Regions from separate parts of the Zea mays genome. Here regions 2 and 3 are each linked to region 1. Evidence: chromatin contacts called from public Hi-C data. All regions are on one chromosome and are shown on one strand. The core of a region is the stretch at or near the end of the contact, and the rest is flanking DNA. Distances in the headings are between cores, read along the strand shown.

Region 1 (4,025 bases), core at 44-2,543:
AGTGCGCCCTTTACAATCAACAAAGTGAGACGACATATCACTTGTTACTCAGTTGCATCTTTACTTGAGAAGTTTGGTGTTGGGTTCTGTGTTAGGCAGGGCTTGAGTGCCTCATGTCATCATCTTCAGACATCTAGTCCATTAGTGGCAGCGGTCCGGTCCCTTGCACAACACAAGAATCGATGGCATAAGGCCCCTAAATTTTTTGGGGGGCCCAAATTCATGCTACAAGGTTTGATTTTTTTTGTTTGTTGATGATCAAGTTATTACTATAATGACTATAAGGTTCGAACAATATCAGGGGTATGAGAAAATCTTCGATTTTTTTTACTTCACTTAAGTTGTGGTCTTTAGATAACAAAAGTTTAGTTTCTTCTTATACTCAACTTGAGACAACACTAAAGAATGTCAACATTTTGATGTCAACAACAAAGACTTGTATATGGAGTTAATGTTCCTTCAGCAGTTTATCTCCAAAATGCTAGGACCAGCCCTGCTTGGAAAGAAAGGAATAACCGAGTTTTCAATGAAGATGGGCAACACTAGCGAAACTCATTAAGTTGGTCATGGAAGAAGGAAACTGTCGGTTACATGTGGGGTTTGCAATGTTGTCGACGTTCTCATGGCGTCGAGTTGACTGAGAGCTTTGGTATAAACGCCACAACTTGGTTCATTTTCAGTGTCTCAGTGTGTGCCGACAGTCTATAGGCGAGCAACTCGCTCGGCAATAGGCTGAGCCTTGTAAATTTTCTACCTTCTCAATGAAATACGAGCATAATCCCGTCTGCTAAAAATAAATGTTGAATTGAATGGAGTTTTGCAAATAGGGTGATGATTTTTTTATGGAAGAAAAGAAACGACATTTAAACTAAGCAAAAACCTATAGTATGGCCTTAGCCCAACTTTATAAAAGCTGGCCTATGATTTACATTTACCAGCCCTTCTATGGCTTTTCATACAGCAGGCTAGTAGAACGGACATTGTTTGGACGCGGGCCATCTGATTCAGGAATCAATCACTGAAAAAAGGGTGACTAGGCCCAAACAGCAGCATTTTACTGTTGCGTCTTGCGTGGAAAAAAAAAAGGCAGCGACACAGTAAAAGGTGAAAACAAACGGTCCGGCAAGCTCGATACCCAATGCAATCCCGCTTCCACCTCCTCCGTCCTCTTCACTCTCCCCCATCCCAGTCAGTCCTCTCCATGACCTCCGCCGCGGCCGCCTCCCCGGACCCCATGGTGGCGTAATTTCTGCCGCCAATTCCCTTGCCTCCAGACTTCAAATCCCCACCACCATCGAACCTCCCCAACCCGGCAAATCCTAAATCCAATATAGGCTAACCCTAGCCGCCCATCCGCCCGCCATGAAGGCGTCGATCAAGTTCCGCGACGACGACCGACCGCTGCTGCGCGCCAAGGTGCCGATTGGCGTGCTGGGGCTGCCCTTCCTCTCGGGCCTCGCGGCGGGGGGAGACGCCAAGGACCTCCGCTTCGACCTCTCCACCGCCTTCTCCTCTGGCCCGGCGCTCCGCCTCTCATACCGCCCCAACGAACCCCTCCAGCCTTTCGCCCTCTCCGTCCGCACGGGGCTGGGGCCGCTGGGGTCCCCTGCCCGCGCCCCATTCGCCCTCGCCGCCGAATTCAACCTCACCTCCTCCAACCCGCCCGCCTTCTCGCTCCTCTTCAAGCCCCGGATCGGGGACTTCGCCGTCGCCAGCTCCGTCCGCTCCCCGCCGACACCGCCGCCCACATCCACTCCGCCCCCGCTAGCGATCAAGATGGTCGACCTCACCACCAACGGCGACGACCACGACTGCGAAGCACACGGTAACGGCTTCTCCTTTAACGGGAATGTATTGGGGGCGAACGTGGCGGCCGTCACCGGGACGGACGGCGGCGGCGGCGGCGTAGGCGCGCTGCTGTCCGGGATGCGGCTCACGACCAGGAGCATGCTGCCACTGTGGAGTAAAGCGAGCCTGCGGTTCCAGTGGGGGCTGCGTGTGCCGCCGGAGATCAAGGCCACGCTTGCAGACAACGGGTACGGGCGCAAGGCTGGGAGCCTCGCCATCAGCAAGCTGCCGCTGCTGGTGATGAACAAGATCACCATCGAGCACACGCCCAAGGTGCCTTCACAGTCTGAAACGGACAAGAAGAGGAAGAAAGATACACCACCGGCAGCCAAGGATGAAGAGTTGTCATTCATGAAGAGGCAACTGGATAAGCTGAATGTGGAGAACACAATGCTGCGTCGTGCAGTTGAGGACTTGCGTGCAGAGATTGGAGCCGGCAAAGGCGATGATCGTAAGCTGCCAACAGCAGTGCCACCTCAACAACATTCTTTAGTGTCGAAACCAGATCGCCATTTCCACATCAATGCGAAGGAATTGGTAGACAGTGGGACGAAACCGGCCTCAAATGAAGCAAGTGAGGAGTTGAAGAAGGTGCTTGAGGGCCGGCGGAAGTAAGAAGCACCTAGCTAGGGCTTGCTGTTATTGCAAGCCCTACATTATGACATAGCTGCTGACTGCTGTGTCAGGTTTTGTGGTTAATAATAATACTTCCTCGCTGGAGAAGATTGCTAAGGTCAGTTTAGCCCCTCGCTGGAGAAGATTGCAAGTGAGGTTGCCATTCGCCATAGGTGTGGTAGTAATTTTGCCTCAATTCTATTTTCATTGCTTGTCTTAGGATATTCTGTTCTGTATAAATTTTCATCTTTTGATCTAAAATGAATGAAGGATTAGTTTTTTCAACAGCCCCCTTCGAAGGATGTGGTATTAATCTCAGTGAAATTTTGGTATGTGCAATTATTCCTTTGAATCAAGTGTTGAGCATTGGTGACGCTCCCAAGTTGCCTATATCTTAACAAGCGGCTTGGCTGATTATTAAGATATAGACAACTGAAGTGTGAACTGGGAAAGTAGGTCTGGAATAACCCCAATAACTCTGAATTGTTTGAGTATCCTTTTGTAATTCCTATGTTAATTTAGGGCTCAGAGCGACGATCGATGTTGGATTCGGCACAAACATGTACAAGCTGAAACGGTTCCTCCACCAGATCAATAAACCCCAAAAGATAGGCCGCGAACTAGGGCTTCTTTTGCAAGAAACTTGTTTCTCACACACTCACACAAGCTCGCGGTCTGTCTCCAACAACACCCTGTAAAAGGGTCTTGTTCGCTAAATTTAGCGGATGATGTCATCCTGTACGCCTCCAGCAATGCACGCCAAAAGGAGCCCTAAATTTTGCCATATGTGAAAGAGACGCTAAATGTGGTGGATCTCGGGCGTCCGCTACACGCTGGCTGCTTCTCTCTCCCACGGCAGCGCGGAACCTTCCCTCTCGTTCTCCCTTCTTGTCACAATTGTCTCCCTACGCTGCCTGTTTGTTCCCAGTGTGCTTTGTTGGACTTGGACGCGAAGCTGGGCTCTATACGGCCAAAGTCGGGCGGTTCCGGCGGCGGACCGCTCATCTCAGGTGGAATCCTTGCAAAACCCAAGCCAGTGGCGGAGGTCCTCGCGAGCGCAAGCCAGCAGCAACGACCAACTCCATCGACCATTTGTCCTCCAAACTCGGTGTCGAGAAAAGGAATCAAAGCCCGGCGCTGCTGTCGTCTAGGGCTGGAAAAAAAGCTCGAGCTCGACGAACTGGCTCGGGCTCGCAGCAGCTCGGCTCGGACCAGCTCGACGCTCAGAACGAGCCCGAGCCAAGCCTGTTTTTGTGGCTCGTGAAAAGAGCGAGTCAACTCGGCTCAACTCGCTGTAGCTCGTTAGCTGGCTCGTGGCTTGACCCAACAACAATTTGTTACATAAAATTCTAATTAGCATATAATATTACTACCGAGTAGACAATTAATTTATGTTATTTGAGATTGCTACACAAAATTAATCTATTTTCTATATTATATTAGCGATATCTATTTTACTAATATAAAATTTGTTATTTAAAGTATTTTAAAGATTTTGTATTATAATTTAGAGAGCAGATCTACGTTTATGGCTAGGATTGTTGGCTCGGCGAGCCGGCTCG
Region 2 (4,196 bases), core at 449-2,948, 130 kb before region 1:
GGTCGGGCGGAGCGGAGTTCGCCGTCTTCCGGGGCCTAGCCCGAGTCCGAGCCCTGGGTCGGGCGGAGCGGAGTTCACCGTCTTCCGGGGCCTAGCCCGAGTCCGAGCCCTGGGTCGGGCGGAGCGGAGTGCGCCGTCTTCCGGGGCCTAGCCCGAGTCCGAGCCCTGGGTCGGGCAGAGCGGAGTTCGCCGTCTTCCGGGGCTTAGCCCGAGTCCGAGCCCTGGGTCGGGCGGAGCGGAGTTCGCCGTCTTCCGGGGCTTAGCCCGAGTCCGAGCCCTGGGTCGGGCGGTGCGGAGTTCGCCGTCTTCCGGGGCTTAGCCCAAGTCTGAGCCCTGGGTCGGGCGGTGCGGAGTTCGCCGTCTTCTGGGGCTTAGCCCGAGTCCGAGCCCTGGGTCGGGCGGAGCGGAGTTTCCTATGGCGCCTTCGGCAAGGCCTGACTGCCTGTCAGTCTCACTCTGTCAAGTGACACTGCAGTCGGAGTGGCGCAGGCGGCGCTATCCTTCTGTCAGACCGGTCAGTGGAGCGGCGAAGTGACGACGGTCACTTCGGCTCTGCCGGGGGGCGCGCGTCAGGATAAAGGTGTCAGACCACCTTTGCGTTAAATGCTCCTGCGACTCGGTCGGTCGGCGCGGCGATTTAGTCAGGGTTGCTTCTTAGCGAAGGCAATGCCTCGGGCGAGCCAGAGATGTGTCCGCCGTTAAAGGGGGGCCTCGGGCGAGACGGAAATCCCTCGGGGTCGGCTGCCCTTGCCCGAGGCTAGGCTCGGGCGAGGCGTGATCGAGTCACTCGTATGGACTGATCCCTGACTTAATCGCACCCATCAGGCCTCTGCAGCTTTATGCTGATGGGGGTTACCAGCTGAGAATTAGGCGTCTTGAGGGTACCCCTAATTATGGTCCCCGACACGACTGATAAGACCGATAAATCGGTCATTGAATTGATAAATCGACAATACGTGTGAAGAAATCAAACCACTTGTCATTTAGCAAATAAAATATATTGAGATCACAAAGTTTAAAGAAAAGATTGCCCAAATGTTATCACAAGTTAAAAGATTTGAGGCTAAAAGAAAGAAAATCCTCAAAACCTAACTACTAGAGGCCACCAGTTTATCTCTAACTAAGACCGATTAATCGACTATTCGGTAAAATCAATTGCTTTTTATTTTTTTGAAACTTGTTTGATTTTTAGTTTAAAATACGTAGTGTGTTTTCAAATTTGGTTTCAGGGAATATCTTAAAACAATCCATAGTATTTATAGAAAAGCCGACATCAAATTTGTTCAGAATTTATAAAATATCCCAAATTTAATTGGGTAAACCGGTGATATGGTTAAACCGTCATGGACGGATTACTGATTAATCGGTCGGTTAGCTGGATTTATCGATTGGTTTGATAATTTTTACTCCACATAGTCAGATTCTTATAAAAAAACTTAGAAGAAAAAAAGTTTAACTAAACAGACCCATAGATGGGAGTGATTACCATTTTTCAAGCACCGACGAGAGAATCTATCCACCATATACGATGATCGGCGCACGATTGGAGTCCGAGTCCTGGAAAAGCCAGGCCCAACGGACGGTGGCGGGTTGATGCCGTCTAGAAGCTTCCACCCAGCCTCGTGGCCCACCGTCAGCCACAGACTTGCCCTGGTGAGAAATCACAGAAATGCCCCTGGCCACCATTTCTTTCCCCTCTCCCAAGCCAGTGCCGCGGACCGCGAGGGTTTTAAGAGAAGGCGGCGGCGCCGTTCACTAGGGTTTTTCCTGATCTCGCCTCCTCCTACTTCCCGAGCCACACACGCTGCCGCCGTGAGCCGCCGCCCACAAGGCTTAGCACCAACCATGGCCTTCGGAGCTCTCGTCACGTCGAGGCTGGTCAGGTCCGGCCACACCCTTGCATCTGCCGTTGCCCAGGTCCGTGCCACCTTTGTTCCCGTGAACCTGCTCTTTTCTTGCAGTTCGTGCGCCTTGGTCAAGGTCAATTTATGGCGTTTTGCCGTTTTCGCGCTGTCCTAACGATGTTAGATTGATCCGATGTGTTGATCTGTTCCCTGCTTTTGCCATTGATTAGGGTCCCGTTGCCCAGCGGATAGCACCTCCTCTGCTCTCCAGGCTTGGAGCAGTAGCTCGTCTTCTCAGGTAATTACGAACTGGAGATGTTTTGACATCAGTAGTTCCCTATCCATGGCAATTTGTTTCGTGCCTTTGCGGCGCCTAAGTTAATGTTCTGCATGCAGCACAAAGCCAGCCGCAACAGATGTCATCGGTATCGATCTAGGCACAACGAATTCCTGCGTCTCCGTCATGGAAGGAAAGGTACATTTTTCCCCAGTCCACTCTGAAATCTTCCATGTGACCATGTCCACTCTGAAATATGCCATTTTCCGTTATTTGTAAATGTGGTGTCGCTGTATCCATCCGTAGTAAATGTCGTAGTAGATGTCAATCATATTTACTTAACGTCACGTAGCTTCAAATTGCTGCAAATTGAGTACATGTTCAATGAGTTCTGTTTATGATGCTACTAGTCAGGAAATGATGGATGGATTTGCTTGTGTAGACACCACGGGTGATTGAAAATGCAGAAGGCGCGAGGACGACACCCTCCATTGTTGCCAAGAATCAGAATGGTGACCTGTTGATTGGTATCACAGCGAGCCGGCAGGCAGTAACCAATGCCCAGAACACAATCCGTGGGTCAAAGCGTCTGATCGGTAGGACTTTTGATGACCCACAGACCCAGAAGGAGATGAAGATGGTGCCTTACAAGATTGTCAAGGCGCCGAATGGTGATGCCTGGGTCGAGATGGGTGGCCAGCAGTACTCCCCTAGTCAGATTGGTGCATTTGTTCTCACTAAGATGAAGGAAACTGCAGAGGCTTACCTTGGCAAGACAGTCTCTAAGGCTGTTATTACTGTCCCAGCTTATTTTAATGATGCTCAACGCCAGGCTACCAAGGATGCTGGTAGGATTGCTGGACTGGAAGTTATGAGGATTATCAATGAGCCCACTGCTGCAGCTTTGTCTTATGGAATGAACAACAAGGAGGGCCTTATTGCAGTGTTTGACCTGGGTGGTGGCACATTTGATGTGTCAATCCTTGAGATATCAAATGGGGTTTTCGAGGTAATTTTCTTCTCATATCTTGCACAGATTCTCTATGCAGATGTTGAAATTGGTGTAGTAATTCTTAATTCTGACACCTTGTTCAGGTCAAGGCAACCAATGGTGATACTTTCCTTGGTGGTGAGGATTTTGATGGTGCACTGCTTGAGTATCTGGTTAGTGAGTTCAAGAAGTCAGACAACATTGATCTGAGCAAGGACAAGTTAGCACTGCAAAGGCTCAGGGAAGCTGCTGAGAAGGCCAAGGTTGAGCTTTCGTCCACTATGCAGACTGAAATCAACCTCCCATTTATCACTGCTGATGCATCTGGTGCAAAGCACTTCAACATTACCTTGACCAGATCTAAGTTTGAGTCTCTTGTGAGCAATCTCATTGAGAGGACTCGCATCCCTTGTGTGAACTGCCTCAAGGATGCTGGCATCTCTGCTAAGGAGATTGATGAGGTCCTACTGGTTGGTGGTATGACTAGAGTACCAAAGGTCCAGGAGGTTGTTTCTCAGATATTCAATAAGCCACCAAGCAAGGGTGTCAATCCTGATGAGGCTGTTGCCATGGGAGCTGCAATCCAGGGTGGCATTTTGAGGGGTGATGTGAAGGAGCTCCTTTTGCTGGATGTCACACCTCTCTCCCTTGGTATTGAGACCCTTGGTGGCATCTTCACAAGGCTAATTAACAGGAACACCACAATTCCAACCAAGAAGAGCCAGGTCTTCTCTACCGCTGCAGATAACCAGACACAGGTTGGAGTTAAGGTGCTTCAGGGTGAGAGGGAGATGGCTACAGATAATAAGCTCCTTGGTGAGTTCCAGCTTGAAGGCATTCCACCAGCCCCAAGAGGCATGCCCCAGATCGAGGTTACCTTTGACATTGATGCCAATGGCATTGTAAAGGTGTCAGCTAGGGACAAAGCCACAGGCAAAGAACAAGAAATCACCATCAAGTCTTCTGGTGGTTTGTCAGAGGTCGAAATTGAGAAGATGGTGAAGGAGGCCGAGCTACATTCTCAGAAGGACCAGGAAAGGAAGTCTCTTATTGATCTCAAGAACTCTGCAGATACCACGATCTA
Region 3 (4,246 bases), core at 1,135-3,634, 180 kb after region 1:
ACCTAACCTCTAAATCACAATGCCTCCGAAATGGCATAGAGACTAAGACAACACAAAATCAAACGAGGCAAAAAAAAGATTTGACAATCCATAAACCGTAATACCACATCACAGCTGCACATTGAAATCCAATAACAAGCCACAAAAACACAGATCCATCAACGAACAATTTCATTTACATAAACATGAATAATAATACAAATCCACCGAACAAAATGGAAAAAAAAAATAGAAAGAGATAATCACGAACATTAGCCGAGGTGTCACTCACTCACTCAGGCACTCTAATCTCCAGAGCTCAACAAAGGCTAAAGATTCCCGCTCCACATTAACCATCCGTGCAAGATACATGTAAAAATATACAAGGTTAGACAACACAAACAAAGATAAAATAAACCCACGTAAAACGGAGAAAATCAAAATTTGAATGATGAACTCTAGCCACGTCGGTACTCAAAGGTCTGTAGCTAGATGAAGACTAAATATTACCAAACTGGACATCAACGTCGAAATTGGATGAACAAAACATACGGCCACAAATGAAAACAAACGAACGAACTCACGCATGTCGCATATATAGGCGTGATCGACTGAGCAAAAGGTGAAACCAAAGCTGTAATAATGACTAACCCTAGCTAGCCACATTGCCTCTCCAAGCTTCGCGAACATACACGAAAATGAAGCGATGGACAGAATTATAATAGAAAAATAAGACTGTTTCCTAAAACCCAAATAGTCGCCGCTGATGAGCAGAACCTACATGTTAGTGAAAATAAAATCGAAGACTTACAAGATGAACAGTGCGCTGACAGTCATCAAATCGAGCGTCCGGAGTCCGAACTCGAGAGGAAGAGATAGTTTAGTGCACATGATGCACATATTAAATCATCATTATCTATATCAGAACTAATATATCTAATTGATAATTGTAATTTATAAATAACATATTCCACCACTATACCCCACTACGTTAGAGGGTGTTTTTAGTAAAATTTACCTAACAAATAGAGAAGTTATATCTAAAATAAGTGATGACGATTTAATATGTGCACTAAACTTCTATGTGCATACTATATAGTCTTTTTGTGGATGGAAACCCCCTGATCCACTGCAACCGCATCCTGTAATAACAGTGCAAAATATACGGCGGTTGAGACACAGCAGCCTCTCACCTCCTCAATAATAGGAGGCACCGCTCACGTCCTTCCGGGACCCGCCACCACCAGCCGCACGGCCATCAATAGTGCACCACGCCGCTGTACAAAGCTACCAGTGGCAGCTGCTGGCGCCGGCCATGGCCATACCTGCACGAGCGCGCCTGCCTCCGCTGGCCTGTTTTTCTGTTCGCTCTCCGGTCAGCCATGGTGGCGCGCACAGCGCTGCGTGCCACAGTGCGGCCTGCCGGCCGCTGCCGGTGATGCTCACGTTCCAGGCCTGGGCCGGGCGGCCTACTGTTGCGCGCCACCAACCACGTCAGCATCGACGACACTTGGCGACTGGCCCACCCATCATCCCCAGTTCCTGAGAGTCCTCGGTGCTGTGTCTGTGCGCGTGTGATGGCCTGATGGGATCGCCGGAGGTAGCTGCGGCTTTTCTAAAAGAGCCAGCAACAATTCTCTTTTTCTGTCTTTCACTTATAAACTGGTTCACTATGAGGCCCTGTTTGAAAGCAAGTGGAATGAACGGGATTGAAGGGCTAAAATCACTTACTATTTAAAACTGAATAGTGAGAAATTCTAGCTAGGCTACTTTAGAAATCTCAAATCCTCTTCAAGATTAGAGAGGATTGAGGTGAAAATGAACTAATTTCCTCTTCAATGTCCTTTAATCCTGAAGGGGATTCGATTTTTCAAACTAGCCCTCAATCCTTCTCGTTACTCTCACTCCCGGCATGTTTGGTTTGTGGCTAACTGTGCCCCATTTTACCTAAGGTTAGTCGTTCGAATTGAATAACTAACCTTAGGCAGAAAAGTTAGGTAAAATGAGGCAAATTAGGCATCAATCCAAACGGGCCATAGTATGGCCGGCCGTGGACGGACGGACTTTTCCACCACCACACACGCGCGCGCTATATAAGGCGCGCAGGCCGGCGCAGCCAGCAAGGAAACCAACAAACAGAGCAAGCAGTTGGTGGCGCATGGAACAGTAGTGTGCGGCGCGAGAAAAGAGGAGCTTGGTGGTGTGGGTGCGGTGGTGGCGGCCGAGCTAGCAGCAGGCTGCTGCGACTGGGAGTGGGAGGGAGCCGAGCGGAGGAGGTGCGTGTGGTGGGAGGTGGGGACGGCAGCACAGCACACACAGGCGCACACGCGCGCGCACTGCACCACACACACGCCAAAGCGTTATTTTAAGGGCGGCGCCACCACTGTTGTCGCCTCCTTCCTCACTGCCTCCTCCTACCCTTCCCTCGCTGAAGCCCTCTCGCGCCTCCTCCCACTCCCACTGGACAGAGAGGAGGTTAGTGGAAGGCGGGCTAGGAGGCTACGCCGCCACAGACGCGAAGCGATAGCGTCGGGGGGAAGCAAGGAAGCGGGTGGCAATGGCGACCGGCGGCGGCGGTGGGAGCGACGACTTCCACGGGCTCACGTTCGGCCAGAAGATCTACTTCGAGCAGGACGCGGGCGCCGCCGGGGGGAGCGCGACGGGCGGCAGGAAGGGGAAGGGCGCCGCGGCGTCCGCGAGCGCCGCCCAGCCGCCGCGGTGCCGGGTGGACGGGTGCGGCGTGGATCTGAGCGCCGTCAAGCAGTACTACTGCCGGCACAAGGTGTGCTACATGCACTCCAAGGAGCCGCGCGTCTTCGTCGCCGGCATCGAGCAGCGCTTCTGCCAGCAGTGCAGCAGGTTCAAAATCCCGAACCACTCTTTCCGTTCCCGTCTCCCAGTAGTCCAGTACCAGGCGCTGCTGCTCAGCTCTGCTACTACTACTATATTCCGCTCGTGATACCGTCAGCAGCTGAATGCACCACATGTCCACACACACACTCCAATTCAGAAGCCAAGCCAACCTCTGCAGTTGGCTGGCTCATCTCGTTCTCGCATGGGATGCTAGCAAGCATGCTGCTGCCTGGGAGAGTACCGTTGGTGCACAATTGTCTTGTCTGGGGGTGGCCGGGTGGGCGTCGAAGTTGATTAGGGATGGATCCGGATATTTATTCGGATGTCAATTTTTTGATCTTCTTTCTTCGATTGTGAACAAATAACATATAGAATTTGCTATGTAAATTTATATTCTTGTTTTTAGCATTGAGGCTATTAATCTTCACAAAAAATAAACATTAAATTCATTCTAGATATTTTTAAATAATTGATATAAAATTCGGATGTCTATCCGAATACGGATTCGGATGTTTTTTCACCTTTTTTGTTGTAGGGAGAAAATAATGTACATAAAAATGTATACAAAAATTTATTTAAATACTTCATAATATTCTTCATAACATTGCCAAAAATTAGCTTTAAATTATATGTATATCTATGCTAAAATATTAGATTTGTGATACAATTCGGATGTTTTAGGAACATCCCTAAAGTTGATGTAAATTTTGGGCAAGTGGAATCTGACCAGAATAGTAAGGGACATAGATGTGAGCATTCACAGTATCTTGTCTCAGCACCACATCCAGTATATACTACTATAGGAAGCCTACATTCATCTTCTTTTTTTTTCCTTATCCTACTGTGCTGGTAGCCTATGTGAATGGCTATTGGCTAGTACAGTGCACCAGTACCTGTACGACACTATTTAATGTCCTAGATGGAAAATGAAACTGGAATTAGGGGGTGCTTGAAACTGGAAGCCTGCAGGGCACCAACAAACAAACACGTCCTTAATCCTAAGATACATACATCACTTTTTTAGACTTTTAATTAGTATGTCGTTTAGCTGTTTGTTTTATTCAATTTTTTTTGCATAACTATTTATGTTGGCATGGCTTATTTTATTATTCGACCTACTTTAGTAACGACTTATTTAATTTATTGTTTTTTAAATTTTTTTACAAGGATTAATGATCAAATATGATATCTAAATAGAAGTCAAAAGCATCATGTATTTGTCTATTTTGGGACGGAGATAGTATAATGAAAATGGAATCGACTCAGCTTAGGAGTTGTGTGCTCATGCTGAAAATATTTCAAAGTTCACCTGTGATCACATATGGTCCATGCTTGTAAGTAGATAGCGTCGCTTTTGCTTAACTTTGTTTAGTCTAGACTAGATCTGCATCAAGTGCATAGTACTGTAAGGTTA

Evidence for each region. A called contact is a pair of places that touch in the nucleus more often than the background predicts.
Region 2: a Hi-C map of ear shows a contact between it and region 1, with 2.4 times the contacts expected there. The contact joins the promoter of LOC100286241 here to the promoter of LOC100194067 in region 1. A contact is called at or near these places in 4 of 25 Hi-C or Micro-C datasets (ear, leaf and tassel).
Region 3: a Hi-C map of ear shows a contact between it and region 1, with 1.9 times the contacts expected there. The contact joins the promoter of sbp23 here to the promoter of LOC100194067 in region 1. A contact is called at or near these places in 3 of 25 Hi-C or Micro-C datasets (ear, leaf and tassel).

What each region holds. Positions count from the first base shown.
Region 1 is chr2:195,244,467-195,248,491 of Zm-B73-REFERENCE-NAM-5.0, reverse strand. It overlaps LOC100194067, which reads left to right and starts at 1,293. Exons shown (of 1, transcript NM_001139123.1): 1 at 1,293-2,746. The coding sequence starts at 1,363. The coding sequence ends at 2,463.
Region 2 is chr2:195,378,732-195,382,927 of Zm-B73-REFERENCE-NAM-5.0, reverse strand. LOC100286241 (heat shock 70 kDa protein) reads left to right here and starts at 1,698. Exons shown (of 5, transcript NM_001159129.1): 1 at 1,698-1,917; 2 at 2,075-2,142; 3 at 2,241-2,319; 4 at 2,564-3,130; 5 at 3,217-4,196. The coding sequence starts at 1,846.
Region 3 is chr2:195,066,626-195,070,871 of Zm-B73-REFERENCE-NAM-5.0, reverse strand. It overlaps sbp23 (SBP-transcription factor 23), which reads left to right and starts at 2,384. Exons shown (of 3, transcript NM_001143473.1): 1 at 2,384-2,838. The coding sequence starts at 2,537.